Regions from separate parts of the Gossypium hirsutum genome. Here region 1 is linked to region 2. A link is a contact called in public Hi-C data. All regions are on one chromosome and are shown on one strand. The core of a region is the stretch at or near the end of the contact, and the rest is flanking DNA. Distances in the headings are between cores, read along the strand shown. Region 1 holds the start of LOC107956866. Region 2 has its middle 16 kb from the start of LOC121231824.

Region 1 (6,865 bases), core at 2,836-5,335, 120 kb after region 2:
TCGTAGACGAAGGGCAAACCATTCTCCGGAAGAATATGCCGATGCTTTAAAAAGGGGAAGTAAGAATGGTGGTGTGTCAGCTATTATTAATGAAATACCATACCTTAAAGTATTCCTTGCCAAGTACCTTCTGATTACGCCATGATCAAATTGAAGGCTATAACAGGCGGTTTTGGTTTTGTAAGATTCCTTTCAAAAACCCTATTAACTTTGATCTTTCATCGATTTGCAGCAATGGGTGTTGATTTGTTTGTATGTTATTAATGGCAGGTTTGCCCTAGACGTTCCCCACTTGTCCAAGACATATCAAGTTCAATTATGAGGTTAAGAGAGGAAAAAAGGCTGGAAATGATGGAAAATAAATGGTTTAACAGTGAATCAAGCTTTACAACTCTGGACCCAGAAAGCAATTTCAATAGGCTACACATTCATAGCTTTGGGGGTTTGTTTCTTGTCACTGGAATCTCTTCAATTTCAGCTCTGGTGGTATGCCTATTTCAGAAACGACAATCCATCAAAATCCAACTCAACAGTAGCGTAGACTCTTTAAAAGGGTACTTCAATGTGAAAATAATAGGAAGACAAAAAGAACGAAGTTGAGCTCGTCTGGAAAAATTATTATAGCCGCAATGTATTACTATTTATATTTATATATAGGTCACGAAGCAAATCCCTGAGTTGAAGAGCGAAACAAAATTTCTGTTAAGATCATACATAAATACATATACATAGAGAAATTGCAGCAGATTCATAGTTTTGAGTTTGGGAGATGAATAACAACACCTACTAATTAGAAGATATATTTTGTTATACCACGTTTGGTTCAGTATAATGGAATAGAGTTGTAATGGAATATAATCATAATAGAATAGATCTGTAATAGCAATTTAATTGTTTGGTTGAGTGGAATAGAATTGTAATAGGATAAGAAAAGAAGCTGAAATGATCAGGGTATCCTTATTAAAAATTTTGTTAAAAGGATGATTATTGTTATTAAATTTTAATAATAATATTATTAAATATTATTTAATAAAAACAATAATACATAATTTAATCCTATTTTAATAAATTTATTATTAAATATAATTTAACAATAATAATACATGATTTAATAATATGAATTAATATATGAATTAATAAAAATAATATATAATATTACAAAAAAATAATATACAACCTACTTTATTATTTTTAATAATGCATATTTAATGTGCTAGAATATTATTAACAAAACAAATAATTTAACATATATATCATAATCTATATGTTACTTAAAGAATAATTTAAAAGAGCAATTTAAAGAATATCTTGTCTCAAATATTTTTACTCATAGACAGATGTTGAAATACAACAAAAGAACTAATGAAATTGTTATGTTGTATATATATTTTTAACATATTTTTATTAATTTATTTATGCTGCTAGATGTGTATAATATAAGAATATCATGTAAAAGTAAAAATAAATAATATAGATTTAATATATGTAATCACAAACTCTCATGCAACTTCATTTTTACATGTGCCAAACTTCACAAAAAATACTGATTGAAAGTATCTATTCACAAAGAATAGCATTAAGGTTCCTTTAAAATGCTGACCGAGAGTATTTTATAGAATAAAATATGATAACATAAGGCTATTTTAGTATAATATATATTAATGGAAAATTATTGAACATATAAAGCTTCCCTGCATCAATGAATTTTTAGAAGCTGAAAAATACAAAGCAAGAATACCAATAAACTGAATACTTGAATAACATGCAACCACTGGCTCCTCTTCTTGGAAATTTGTAAAGCTTTTGCAATTGCAATCAATGGAAACTCAGTCTCCCGAGCTACCCATTTGTCCAATGCTCCATAAACTGTCTCTTTTTCATTAGGAAGTTGAGAAACCTACTTTTACATATAGAAATCAGTGTATATCTTTATCTTTAAATATTAAATACATACTATAACTAAAAACTATACCCAATATAGAGAATGCTCTATAAAGCTTCTTGTAATATGAAATTTTGCATATTAGAGAATACTTTATGGTGAAGACCTGGAAAAAGATAAAGATATTAAATTTAGATAGCATGGTAATATGCAACATGCAAAATTAATTTCATCTGATAACCAATAGAGGCAAAATTATTAATACATTATGTAAGTTGTATTATATGTGCAGTCAAAGATTTCCTTTCCCATCTCTTTGAAAAGAAGGGAGTTTCACATTACGTACAACTATTTGATTGCAACCATCTTGAATGTTTATGTCACAAAGGATATCAGAATTGCATACAATTAGTACTAGGAGAAAAAAACATAGAAAACGGGTGAGGGTTTCAAGCTGAAAAGCATGCAAGTAAAATCAGATTCATTTCTTTTTTCCATAAAAAAAGAGAAGGACAGTTCTTTATTGTCACTAATATGAGCAATCATAAAGGTTTCTGGAAGGTTAATTGTATCATAATCACAACAAGAGTTTATTCCAAGTTTGGAGAACATAATAGACGTATTGCGTGTTGGCTTGATTTTTAGCAAATTGCAAACGTTTGTGATTAAGATGGTAAAAATTTCAACCAAAATCATATTTGAGAGTGCATGTATTTTTGTTTCTAATCACGCCCTTTAAGCCAGGATCTAAGTTATCAATGAGAGAAGCATTGGATGTTTTAATTTAAGTAAAGAACACAACATTGAACCAAAAATAATAATAAACAGAGAAAAAAAACAACAGCACAAAAAGGTTGCAGGTTAGATAGTATGCATTTACAGATGGAAGGGAAAAAGAAAAACATTTGGCCCAAGAGGAGTGTTTCTGTCCTTCTGGATTTCAGCAACACCACCTTTAATCTCCAATCCCGTGATACCCGTGAATGGTAGCCCCAAGAACTCCCTTAACACTAGTAAAAACGAAACATGGCCTACAATGATATGCAATTAAATCGAATTCAATACAAGTAAGATCCATAATCAGCATTGGACTTTCAAGCAAGAATCTTAAATTCAATGCAAATAAAATGATAAATCGAATAAAAAACCAACAAATCCAATACACCTCTAGAAGAAAGAACTAGAAAATCTTAGATAATAGATTCAAAGAAGCAAACATATTTTATTAATTTAAGCTAAATACCAAATTGGCACATTAACTAAATTTTTTTCCCATTTTTCCGTATAAGAATCATCAAAATCTCTAAACATTGGGATCCCCAAATTACACTTTTTTCCCATAATTTTTTTAATAATTTTTTTGGTAATTTTTAATCTGGGTATTTGAAGCTCCCTTTATCTACCTTAAACAAACAAACAAAAACTAGCACGCACACAAGAACAACATCACATTGTCACTCCATGCCTTATAAAAATAAAGTTTCTTCCTTTTGTTTAAAAAATAAAATGATTTGTTATTGTCGGAGTTAGTGATCTTTTTCTAGAATGTATCATCAAATTCACAGAAAACCAAACATCAAAAAGGAAATATTTAAGAAAATGAAGAAAATAGAGAAAGAAAATTTTACCGGAAACAGAGACGAAGAGCCCAAATATCAAAGAAGGGTAAGTTTTTTTCAATCTAATACAAATAGAATGGAATCTCAGCATTCTACATTTGCTTTTACAATCGAAAAAGAAACATTGAAAAATAGATAGTTCGAATTAAAATTTACCAAATCTTGGATCTTGCAAGACGACTTGAAAAACACTTCAAATCTTTTTTTTTCAATGAATGAACTATTAGGGTTAGGAGGAAATGAGATTAAAAAGAAAATTTTAAATTAAGTGAAGAAGAAATGAAGTTTACAGTAATGGAGGGAAGAAGAATGAAAAAAAAAATCAGTTGGCGATTAGGGATTTCAGATTGTGAGAAAGAGAGGAGAATGGTGAGGGTAAAATTCAAACCTTTCTCTAATTTGCTATTCCACCCATTCCCTGAATCACCATTTAGTGGGGGAGCATGGAATGGTTTGATGCATTTTCACGCTGAATAATCCCGTAATGAATATGGCTGTAATAACTATTATAGCCAACCAAAAAATCGTTTGGTGATAGGCCCACCTAATTGGGCTGTAATGTATTGTCATTACAGTCAAGTGAACATACCCTTAGACTACGTTTAGTTGGCTGTAATGGAATAAGGCTATAATTGAATAAAGCTGTAATAGAATAGAGCTGTAATAGAATAGAGTTGTAATAAGTAATTCAACTGTTTGGTTGAAGGGAATGGAATAGAACTGTAATAGTATTATTGTGTTTGGTTGAATGAAATGATGTTGTAATAGCATAAGAAAAAAAACTAAAATGACTAGAATACCTTTAGCAAAAAATTTTTAGGGTAGATGATTATTGTTATTGTTATTAAATTTTAATAAAATTATTATTAAAAATAATTTAATAAAAATAATAAATAGTTTAACCATATTTTAACATAATTATTATTAAATATAATTTAATAAAAAATATAATTTAATAACATTCTTAATATAATTATTATTATATGAATTAAAAAATCAAAATATATAATACTATAAAAATATATATAATCTACTTTATTATTTTTAAACTGCAATACATATTTAATGTGTTAAAATATCATTACTGAAACAAATAATTTAATCATTCTACAATAAAAAATAATTAAATATTAAAAGTAATAAATAACTCATTGCTAAAAAATAATAAATAACTTGATAATTATATTTCACATTCAAGCATAATATTCATATATTAACAAAAAGTTACATGATTTCATTAGTTTATATGTCATAATTCATATGTTTTAAAATTTTACAACATCAAAAAGTTACATCATTGTAATGACATTCTATCATGTCATTATAACATCCAAATATTACAAACACAAAAAATTACCAAAATATCAACAGAACCATGATTTTTAATGGTCAGCAAGAAATCTTCTGACCCATTCCAATCGCACAATACAAGGTAAACTAAAGAAAATGAGCATTTGCATTGGATGATCTGGAATTTTGCTCAATGCTCGATAGCGTTCATCCTCAGTTAAACCTTCCACTTCACATAATGTTGGATATAATTTCAGAGCACTTTCTTGAATGGTCATTTCTGACTTTTGTTAAATTACCACTTCGGATGCAATACTCTTACTGATTTCAAGGCCAACGATCCGTATATTTTTCGCTAATAAAGCGGCAGCATCATTAAAAGAAGTAGAAAAATCACTTGCATCAGAAATCTTTTTTTTCTTCTTTGAAAATGCAGAATCACCTTGATTTCTAGCTGGTTGCGGTTTTGGTTGCGGTTGTGTAGCTGAGAGATCCATGTCATCCAAAGAAACATTAGCTTCGGATCCATGAAAATCGTTTCTTTCTTCATGAGTATTTGTAGCATCTACATCCTCAGCATTTATTTTTCCAATAATATCAGCAGCTGTTTGAGCATCTTTTCTAGTGGCTCAATCTTTTGCGTAGATGGTAGTAAGTTGTTCATAATAAGGGAAACTCTGATGTCTGAATTGAGCTGCTTCTTTATGACTCTATAAAAATGAGAAATTCATATTAGATATAAATTTTGTCAAAATGAGATAATAAAGACTTGAAATAATTCTTACATTTATATATGAGTTCCACACCGCATCTTCAGCAACAACAAGCTGCCTATGCTCATCCCAACCAAAGCCGCTATTGTTTTTTCCAGTAAGCATGTCATAAATGATTGACCAATCCATTTTCAATGTCCTAATCCTCGATTCAAGATTAGGTTTAGCCTTCAACATGGCATTGGGTAAAACTTTTTCTAACATTTTTTCTAACTCATTTAAATAGCCAGCTTTGAATCCCGTATCCGCATTAAAGGTTCCAGCATTGTGCAAGTCGACCATACAAGCAACCAACGCAGCATCTTGTTCTGAAACCCATTGCCTTTTGGTTCCTCAAGAACTCTGGGAAGAAACACTTGATTGGGAAAAACCTGACATAACTATATTAAGAAAAAACACAAATGAAAATATAAAAATTTTAAAAAATTGTTTAAGAAAAACTAAAATGTATTAAAATAGAAAGTCAAGTCAAAATCATGATTATGCTACAAGGATATATACAAAAAGAGAATAGCACAGAACATTGCCAAGAAGCTAGTATTTCTTTAAATTTGTCATGGTAACTAACAAGAATAATGTGCCATAGCTGGCCAGTCTCCAACAAAGCTTTCTGGTCTTTATTTTTTGCACAAGCATCTTATTTTTCCTATGGGCAGAGATCCATAGCTTTGCAGGTCCAGGGTCAAATATATAATTTCGCATCTTCAAGGTGGTCTAAGATGTTATATATGCAACACAAATCTCCTAATATTCTTCTACCATATGCAAGATGCAACAGGCAATTCACCTGGTTGACTAGTTGATAAAACTTGTGTTAGCCATTTGTTCCAAATTTGCCTTTCACCAGCCTCGTAAGGAAGCAGCACACCATCAATTGGCGCACAATCTAAATTCCTGTATTAGATTACAGCCAAATCCATAAACCCATAAAAGCTTTGGTAGATGGCTCTATGCTAATATTATGAGCAACAAAGACGCACAACTGCAGTGGGAGTTGATATATATTAAGGCACTTACAGGTATATATAACATATTATTCTTGAAAGTAGCTGAATGAAAATGTTGATCAATGCTTGAAGTCCCCGTTAAAAACCTTGAAGTAGAAAACACAAAATATATTCAAGATATTCAAGTATATACCAAAATCATGCAAATTATTATTATTACTTTTTAGGAGGGGGCAAAGTAAAAAAGATGAAAAAATAATTGCCAAAAGAACTACTGCAGTTGGAGATTTAAGAGCTCAGTTGAAACTTAAAACTAATGACACACTCTTAGTTGTCATGGAATTTACAACTTTA
Region 2 (7,392 bases), core at 3,936-6,435:
AAGAATTATAATTTGGAAGAAATTTGGTGTGAAAAAAATGGGCGGGGGGGTTATAAAATTTTTTTTCCTAACCGTTGGGTCCAACGGTCAAATTTTTAAACTGCCGTTGGAGGTGATCGTTGGGGAAAAACACGGGGAAAAACTTGTCCCTGTTAGCGCTTTTGCCTGATACGAGGAAAAACGCGTCCTTGTCAACGCGCTTTTCTGCGTTATCCCTTGAAACGCATCCACGTCAGTGCATTTTAGTATTTTCGGTCTAAACTCGTTAGCCCATTTCCATAAATAATTTCAAAAATTGACCTTTTTTGGTACTATACCCGTCATTTGCACTTAATTAAAATAAGTCTTTATCATTAATTAAAATAATTAATTAACCTCTTTCCTTAACAGTTTCTGTTATTGACTGGTCAAATAAATTGATGAACTAATCATATGATGTGACACATGGCAACTTCTAGTTTGATCTAATAATTTTTCCATAAAAAATTATTAAAAAATCATAAAAATTTTATAAAAATCAAAAAAATATAAAAAAAATATTAAAATTAATATAAACTTATTAAAATTATAAAAATACATAAAAACTTATAAATATTATAAAAATAGAAAAATCTAATAAATCATAAAAATTATAAAAATTAATAAAAAAATATTTAAATTATAAAAATAGAATTAAAATTCTTAAAAAATAATAAAATTTGTAAAATTTATAAAAAAATATTAAAATTGATAAAACTTATAAAAAGTACTAAAAAAATCATAAAAACTTGAACAAAAACGATTAGCCTAAAATCTACAAGGGTACCGAAATAGGGAAAATCATTAGATTGTTGACTTGAAAACTAGGCAATTGAATTGATTTTTTTTTATTTTTTTAATATTTTTATCAAACAAAAATTTGATATCCAACTATTAGCATATGCCAGAATGAAATACTCTAACCAATATTTTCATAATTAAATCGATGATTGAACCAATTAGGCCTTTGATTTGCCAATTCAATTGATTCATCCAGTTCAATTAAACAAAACATTAAAAAATAAAATTTGGTTCCCAAGTCAACTAATGTAATGACTTTTTCCTGACTGTTGCTCTTGTTGATTCCAGTCTAATCGGTCCAACCTACTAATCTGGTCTAGTTCAATTTTTATGATTTTTTAAAATAATTTTTATGATTTTTATAGAATTTTAATACATCTTTATAATACTTTAAAATGTTTTTTATAATTTTTTATAATTTATCGGATTTTTATAATATTTATAAGTTTATATTAATTTCATATTTTTAATATTTAATATTTTTATATTTTTAATATTTTTTTCTAATTTTTACGGGGAAAATAATAGATTAAATTAGAAGCTACCACGTGTCACTATTTAATTAGTTCATCAATTTATTTTAAATGTCAACGTAGTTAATAACAGAAACCGCTATCATATGAACTTAATTGAATATTTTAATTAATGGTAAAGGCTTGATTAGATATAAAATTAATAAGGGTTTAATTGATTTTTTTTTATATTTTGTTAAGAAATATTTTTGACATATAAGATTTTTTTTAATTGTCATTAAAGCTTTGTTTGGAAGGAATAATTTATATTGAGAAATAATTTTCTTCGTAAATTGCTTAATATGATTAAAATATAAAAGGAAAAATAAAAAAATACACAATTCTTCCCTTTTTTTTTTAAATATCATTCTATAATTCTATTGTTACACTTCTACAAGTTAAAATGAAAAAAAAATTATTATTAATTTTAGAGTAAATTATACCCAAAGTCATTTTAAAATAGGGTTTGTCCTATTTTGATCCCTCTAAATTATTTTCTCTAATTAGTTTCTTTAATTAAGATATTTGTCTGAATTAGTTACCGTCATTAAAATTTTCGTTAATTCACTAACAGAATGACAACATGTGGCACTTTTTTTTTTCTTTTTACTTTTGACTAAAATTTACAGACCTCTATGTAATTATTTCAAAACACATTTTTTTCTCTCTTCTTTTTACACCTCAAAAAATGAAAAAAACTAGAACTCACCATTTTCGGATCTATGCCATTTTTTTTCAATAGTTATCATTATTCTTTGTTTTGATCTTTGTAAATATATATTGATTGAAGAAAAAAATCGATCGAGTTTGAAGATTATATATGGAACTGTGTATCTTTTATTTGATTGATAATTTGAATTTTAAAATATCTCCTATGAATCAATTTTTTGGATTTTAAGTTTATGTGATTTGAAAGAGTTTATTTTTTAATGCGTTTACAATATGGTTTCTTTAATTACATGGCTTTTTTTTGTTTGGTTGCGAAGAAAATTCGACACATTTACAGTATGGTTTCTTTGATTACATGGCTCTTTTCTGTTTGGTTGCCAAGAAAATAAGGGAAAAGGGGAAATCAATAGATTTGTAAGGAAAAGAACCTTGTTTTTAAGAATTCATTTGCCTATTGCTGTCTTCTTTGATAGTGAAATCAACATTTGAGAGTTTGTTTGCATGCATTGAGATTAATAATCTGTTTCTCCATTTTTAATGCATAGAAAGAAGAGAAAGGAAAAAAATATTTTGAAATAATTACATAGAGGTTTAGTCAAAAAAAATGTCACATGTCGTCAATTAATTCTTTAAGGTGCACATTAATAATCTGTTAGTGGATTAACAAAATTTTTAACAATAGTAACTAGTTCAAACAATTATCTTAATTAGAATACCAAATTGAGAAAAAAAAATTAGAATGACTAAAATAGGACAAACCCTATTTTAAAGTGATCATGACTATAACTTACCCTTATTCTTATTAATATACATACTTATTTTATATTTATATAACACTACCATCAGAAGATATTGTTTTGCTTATCAAAAACTATTAGGGTAAAAATACCGTGGAGGTCCTATATTAAGAGTCAGATTCTATTTTGCTCTCTTTATTCAAAAGAGGATAAATTTGTCCCTATATGTTAGATCAATGAATAAACTAGTCCTTTTATTAAAAATATAATTTATTTTTACTATTAAAAATTAGTCCATATATGTTAGCATGAAGTATGCAAGGCATGTCGCGTGTCACTGTCTAATTATTATACCAATTAACTATTTGTAACAGTATAAATAAATAAAAATTTTAACATAAAAGACCAATTATTTAAGATACAAAGTTTAACTTACCTAATTTTTAATAGAATAAGCAGGACTTGTACATGACTTCTATATTACTTTCATCATGGTTCCAAAAAAAAAGAAGGTAGGGAGGGCTATTCAATTCCCTGAAGGTATGGGTTTCTGAGATATTTAGCTTTGGTCTTGCTTGCTCTTTTGGGAACACAAATGTGGCCACTTTTGCATTACTCTTATACTTTATGCTTCAAAGTTCTACACGCAAAGTATTTCTCCAATGGTAATATCCTCTAGGGTAGAAATGTTGACAATTTGTCCCATGTGTGGAATATTGTATATACAGCTCTGAAACAAATTATATTGGATTTTAATTTGAGAACTGATAATGTGCATCATTAGTATATGGAATGTTTTCTTAAGAGGTGTTCAAACAATAAGTTGGGACATTATTTAAATTAAATTATCATTATTTAAATTAATTAAGATATTAAAATCTTTTAATTATTTTTTGAACTGATTTCTTTTTCAAAATTTATTAATCGAATCGAATTAATTTCGACTAATTCAATCAATTAATTAATTTTTTTTTCTTTTTAGTTCAAACAAATTTAAAACATAACCCAAAAAAAAATACAATGACAATATTCTTTTTCTTTTCTTTTAGCTCAAATAAGTTAAAAAACGAAGAAGAGAAAAACAATTAATAACAAAATGAACACACAAAATGAAAAAAAAAATCATTACGTACAAAAACAAAACGGGTGTAGGTTCTAGAATTTTAGTTTTTTTTTTTCGTTTGGTTTGGTTTCTATTTTAATTTTATTTTGGGTAAGCTACATTTAATATCACTAAATTATTAGTATGTTTATATTTAGGTCACTCAACTTCAAAAAGTTACAAAATGATCACTAAATTATTCAAAGCTTTTCACTTAAGTGACCGAACTATTTAAAAGTTTTTATTTAAGTCACTAATCTATTAAGTTTTTTTGAAAAATAGTCTGGCTGGCGGACTCCAAGCAATAGTTCGATGATCAGTACAGTGAATCAGTACCTATCGATGAGTAGAAGAACATATCTTAGATCCAAGTCGATCTGACAGTTAGTGTTAAAGATCAAAGAAGAAAGTTGTTTGGATTTTAGTTTGTAAATTTGTGATGTTGAAAGTTGTTTCATAAAAAAAATGAATTATAGAAAAGAAGGAGAATGGGAGCTTTTGATTGGTGCAGGTGATACAAACATAGAAGGCCATATATTAATGATTTTGACAATTCAATGACTTAAATAAAAATTTTAGAATAGTTTAGTGATCATTTTATAAATTTTTGAAGTTGAATGATCAAAATATAAACTTACTAATAGTTTAGTGACTTTGAGTGTAATTTACCTTTTTATTTTTCAAAATATATTTTTCTTTAATCCATTATATCAATAGTTATACGTCCATCTTGTTTATATACACGGGCTTATGGATATATGATATATATTGGGCTTATACAATATTCTGGGCTTATATATATTAAATTTAAGTTAATTTCTTGTTTTTGAATGGAAGTAATAGATAGCCAAACTTTCACAAAACTTTAGCCCTATTTTTTATCTAATTAATTTCAGTGACAAACTGATTAATCAAACTAATTTAATTTGGTTGATTAATTTAGTTTTAACTGAATCATGCACATCCTTAATCACCATAGTCCATTCTCTAGAAGCGGGACTTTGTTGTTAAATGCAAAGGTTTCTGAATTTATCCAAGAAGACAAAGCTAAATACAATCAGAATTAGTGTTTTTAAAATTAAATCAGATCGATTGGTTGAATAAAAAATCGATAGGTTCATTAATCTAGAACAAGATAAATATTTCATTAACTTGTGATAGGATATGAATTGATTGAATCAAATTTTATAAGTTTATAACATTTTTTTTAATTGGATGAGAGGAAACTTTGGGCCGAGTCTCTAAAAGAGGAGCTAAATGGAATCATGAAGGTGGCTATAGCCATTACTAGATTGGATGATAGGGTGGTTTGGATAGGACTCATTTACCAAGTGGAGTCTAAATTGGCTCATAACTTGCTGGGCTTGGTTTTGAGCTGCATAGAGTTATGGGATTGGACTCAATTGCCCGGTACAGCACTATATTTCATTGGCGCACTTGATGAAATTTGGGAAGTGAAAAAGGATACATTTTTTATTATTATCAAAGTTAACTACCATAAGATTAGTAGATATTTTGTATTAGAAAATTTCCTTTAAAGGATATTTTTTTTATATTAGGTGATTTAGTTAATTTAAGATTATTTTGTATTATTTTTATAGAAGAGAAGTCAAGATAAATCTTATTGAGGTAATTTTCAGTAATTTTTTTATTGTTTAATAATATTTTCGACATTATCTTAGTTATGAGTAGCTAGTTTTATTTTATTTTCTAACCAAGGGTAAATAGAAACTAGGTTTTATTAGAACTGTGAGATTTAAAGTGTTTCATTGATATTTGATCATTTTATGTTTTATGAAAATGGTAGGACCGTATTTTATTATTGTTTTTTAATACCATTTTAAGAAGGATCTCTTGTTTTTTTTTTAAGATAATAAATAAATAAATAGTATATTTAGATCCACAATTATCTCTTTATTTTAATAAATAGAACAAATTATATTGTAAGAATAAGTGATCTAATTTAAATGAATTGTACATTAAATTTGATTAATTAGAGTCAAGTCTTTATCCATAAGGGTAGTGGTGAATTAAATTTTAGGAGCAGTCACTTAGAGTTATTCGACTGACAAGAGTTAATGGTGGAGCTATTTTTGTAATTAATTTACAAATTAAGAAAAGATTGGTGGTTTGAATCCGTCCTATCATCGCTCTAACCATCTTATTTTTGAGTAAAGAAACATTTAGAATTTGTAATCAATTTTGATACCAAAGCTGACATCATACCTGAGGCTAGAAATCTTAATGTATTGATTTATTCTTTATTATTTCGGATTACTGTTAATTACATTTAATTTTCCCTTTTATTTATATTTATTTTATTATTTTTACAAGATCTAAAACCATTCTTTTATTGTAGATTTTTTTCAAGTTGTGGGCACCACTTAACCCTAATCACAACATATTTGAATTTTATTTATCTATGTATGAATTTATTCTATTTTTAAGCATAGGGATTTGAAATTGATAGATTCAAAAAGGTTTAAATATGTTGTAATCTTTTAAAATTTAAAATTTAGTTTCTATAATTTAATTTTGAAACATTGAGTCTTTTTACTTTTTTATTTAAAATCTTGATTCTTTCATCCCATTTTATAGATATGAAGAAGCTAAATTAACTTTTTTAGCCTTATTGATAGTAAGAATCAACAAGGAGAAGAAGGAAATGTGACAGTTCACCCTGGTAGGGCAGAAAGCCGTTGTACCTTGATGGCTAGAATGGTGGTGAGAATGGCTAGGAGGAAGAAGGAAAAATGAGATGGTTATGGTCCTTTTTTTTGTATTCTCTGTATGTGTGAGGGTTTATATACATGAAAAGGAGGGCGCGCCATGTATTGAGTTCTCAATGGAGGGAAAGTCATATCTTGTCTTTTTGCAGAGAAGACGATGTGATCTTATTGGTCAATGATGTGACACATTAGGATGACTTAGCAATCAATGGGCGCAATGTTCTATGCATTCATAACAATGATAGTCTAGGTTCATTAGACATGGGTCTAATCGAGGTAATTCGATGTTGGAGGTCCACTCAGTGTGAGGTTCGGACAATGGTGACACATGTAGTTGCCAGCGGAGGTGGTATAACAGGTCCTCAACAATTACAATTTTTGTCAACTTAGTCCTTACTTTTAAAAGTATATAAAAACAAAATGTTTTTTTTTTATAATTTTTTTATATTTTTAATAAGAAATCCTAAAAAATATATTTTTTAATTTTAAAAAATAAATTTGAAATTTAAAAAAATATAAAAATATAAAAAAGTTTCAAAATTTTAAAAAATGTTATTTACTTATTGAATGATAATAAGTTCTCTTCAAAATTTGAGTTTTTTGTTCAATTAATATTAAATTGGATTTTAATATAATTGATTGAAATTAAATTAAATTAAATTAAATTAAAAAACTTGTTCAGATCATATTTTAATATAAATTAAATGAATAACTCAAAATTTGGAAACATTATATTGCTATTCAAAAAGTACATAACAATTTTTAAAATTATTTTAGAATTTTTGAATGATTTTAAAAAAAAATATTTTTTTTAAATTTGAACA

Evidence for each region. Hi-C and Micro-C count contacts between places; a contact is called where the count stands out from the background.
Region 1: a Hi-C map of leaf shows a contact between it and region 2, with 2.7 times the contacts expected there. The contact joins the promoter of LOC107956866 here to the enhancer-like site in region 2. A contact is called at or near these places in 5 of 34 Hi-C or Micro-C datasets (all in leaf).

Annotation. Positions count from the first base shown.
Region 1 is chrA07:92,880,918-92,887,782 of Gossypium_hirsutum_v2.1, forward strand. It overlaps LOC107956866, which reads right to left and starts at 4,086. Exons shown (of 4, transcript XR_005929914.1): 1 at 3,890-4,086; 2 at 2,763-2,913; 3 at 1,973-2,048; 4 at 1,583-1,897. It overlaps LOC107955381 (a long non-coding RNA gene), which reads right to left. Exons shown (of 7, transcript XR_001699945.2): 4 at 6,582-6,657; 5 at 6,352-6,458; 6 at 5,577-5,944; 7 at 4,665-5,501. LOC107955378 (ubiquitin-like-conjugating enzyme ATG10) reads left to right here. Exons shown (of 11, transcript XM_016891158.2): 10 at 1-180; 11 at 271-745. It overlaps LOC121203765 (glutamate receptor 1.3), which reads left to right. Exons shown (of 4, transcript XM_041074218.1): 3 at 1-109; 4 at 271-600. The coding sequence ends at 600.
Region 2 is chrA07:92,757,191-92,764,582 of Gossypium_hirsutum_v2.1, forward strand. No RefSeq gene overlaps it. Among protein-coding and RNA genes, the nearest start is that of LOC121231824, 16 kb to the right of the region's middle. Within about 2 kb of position 5,186, at least 3 of the 9 cell types and tissues checked have an H3K27ac peak or open chromatin away from gene starts, as enhancers often do. A contact at or near this core is called in leaf, where this site is marked.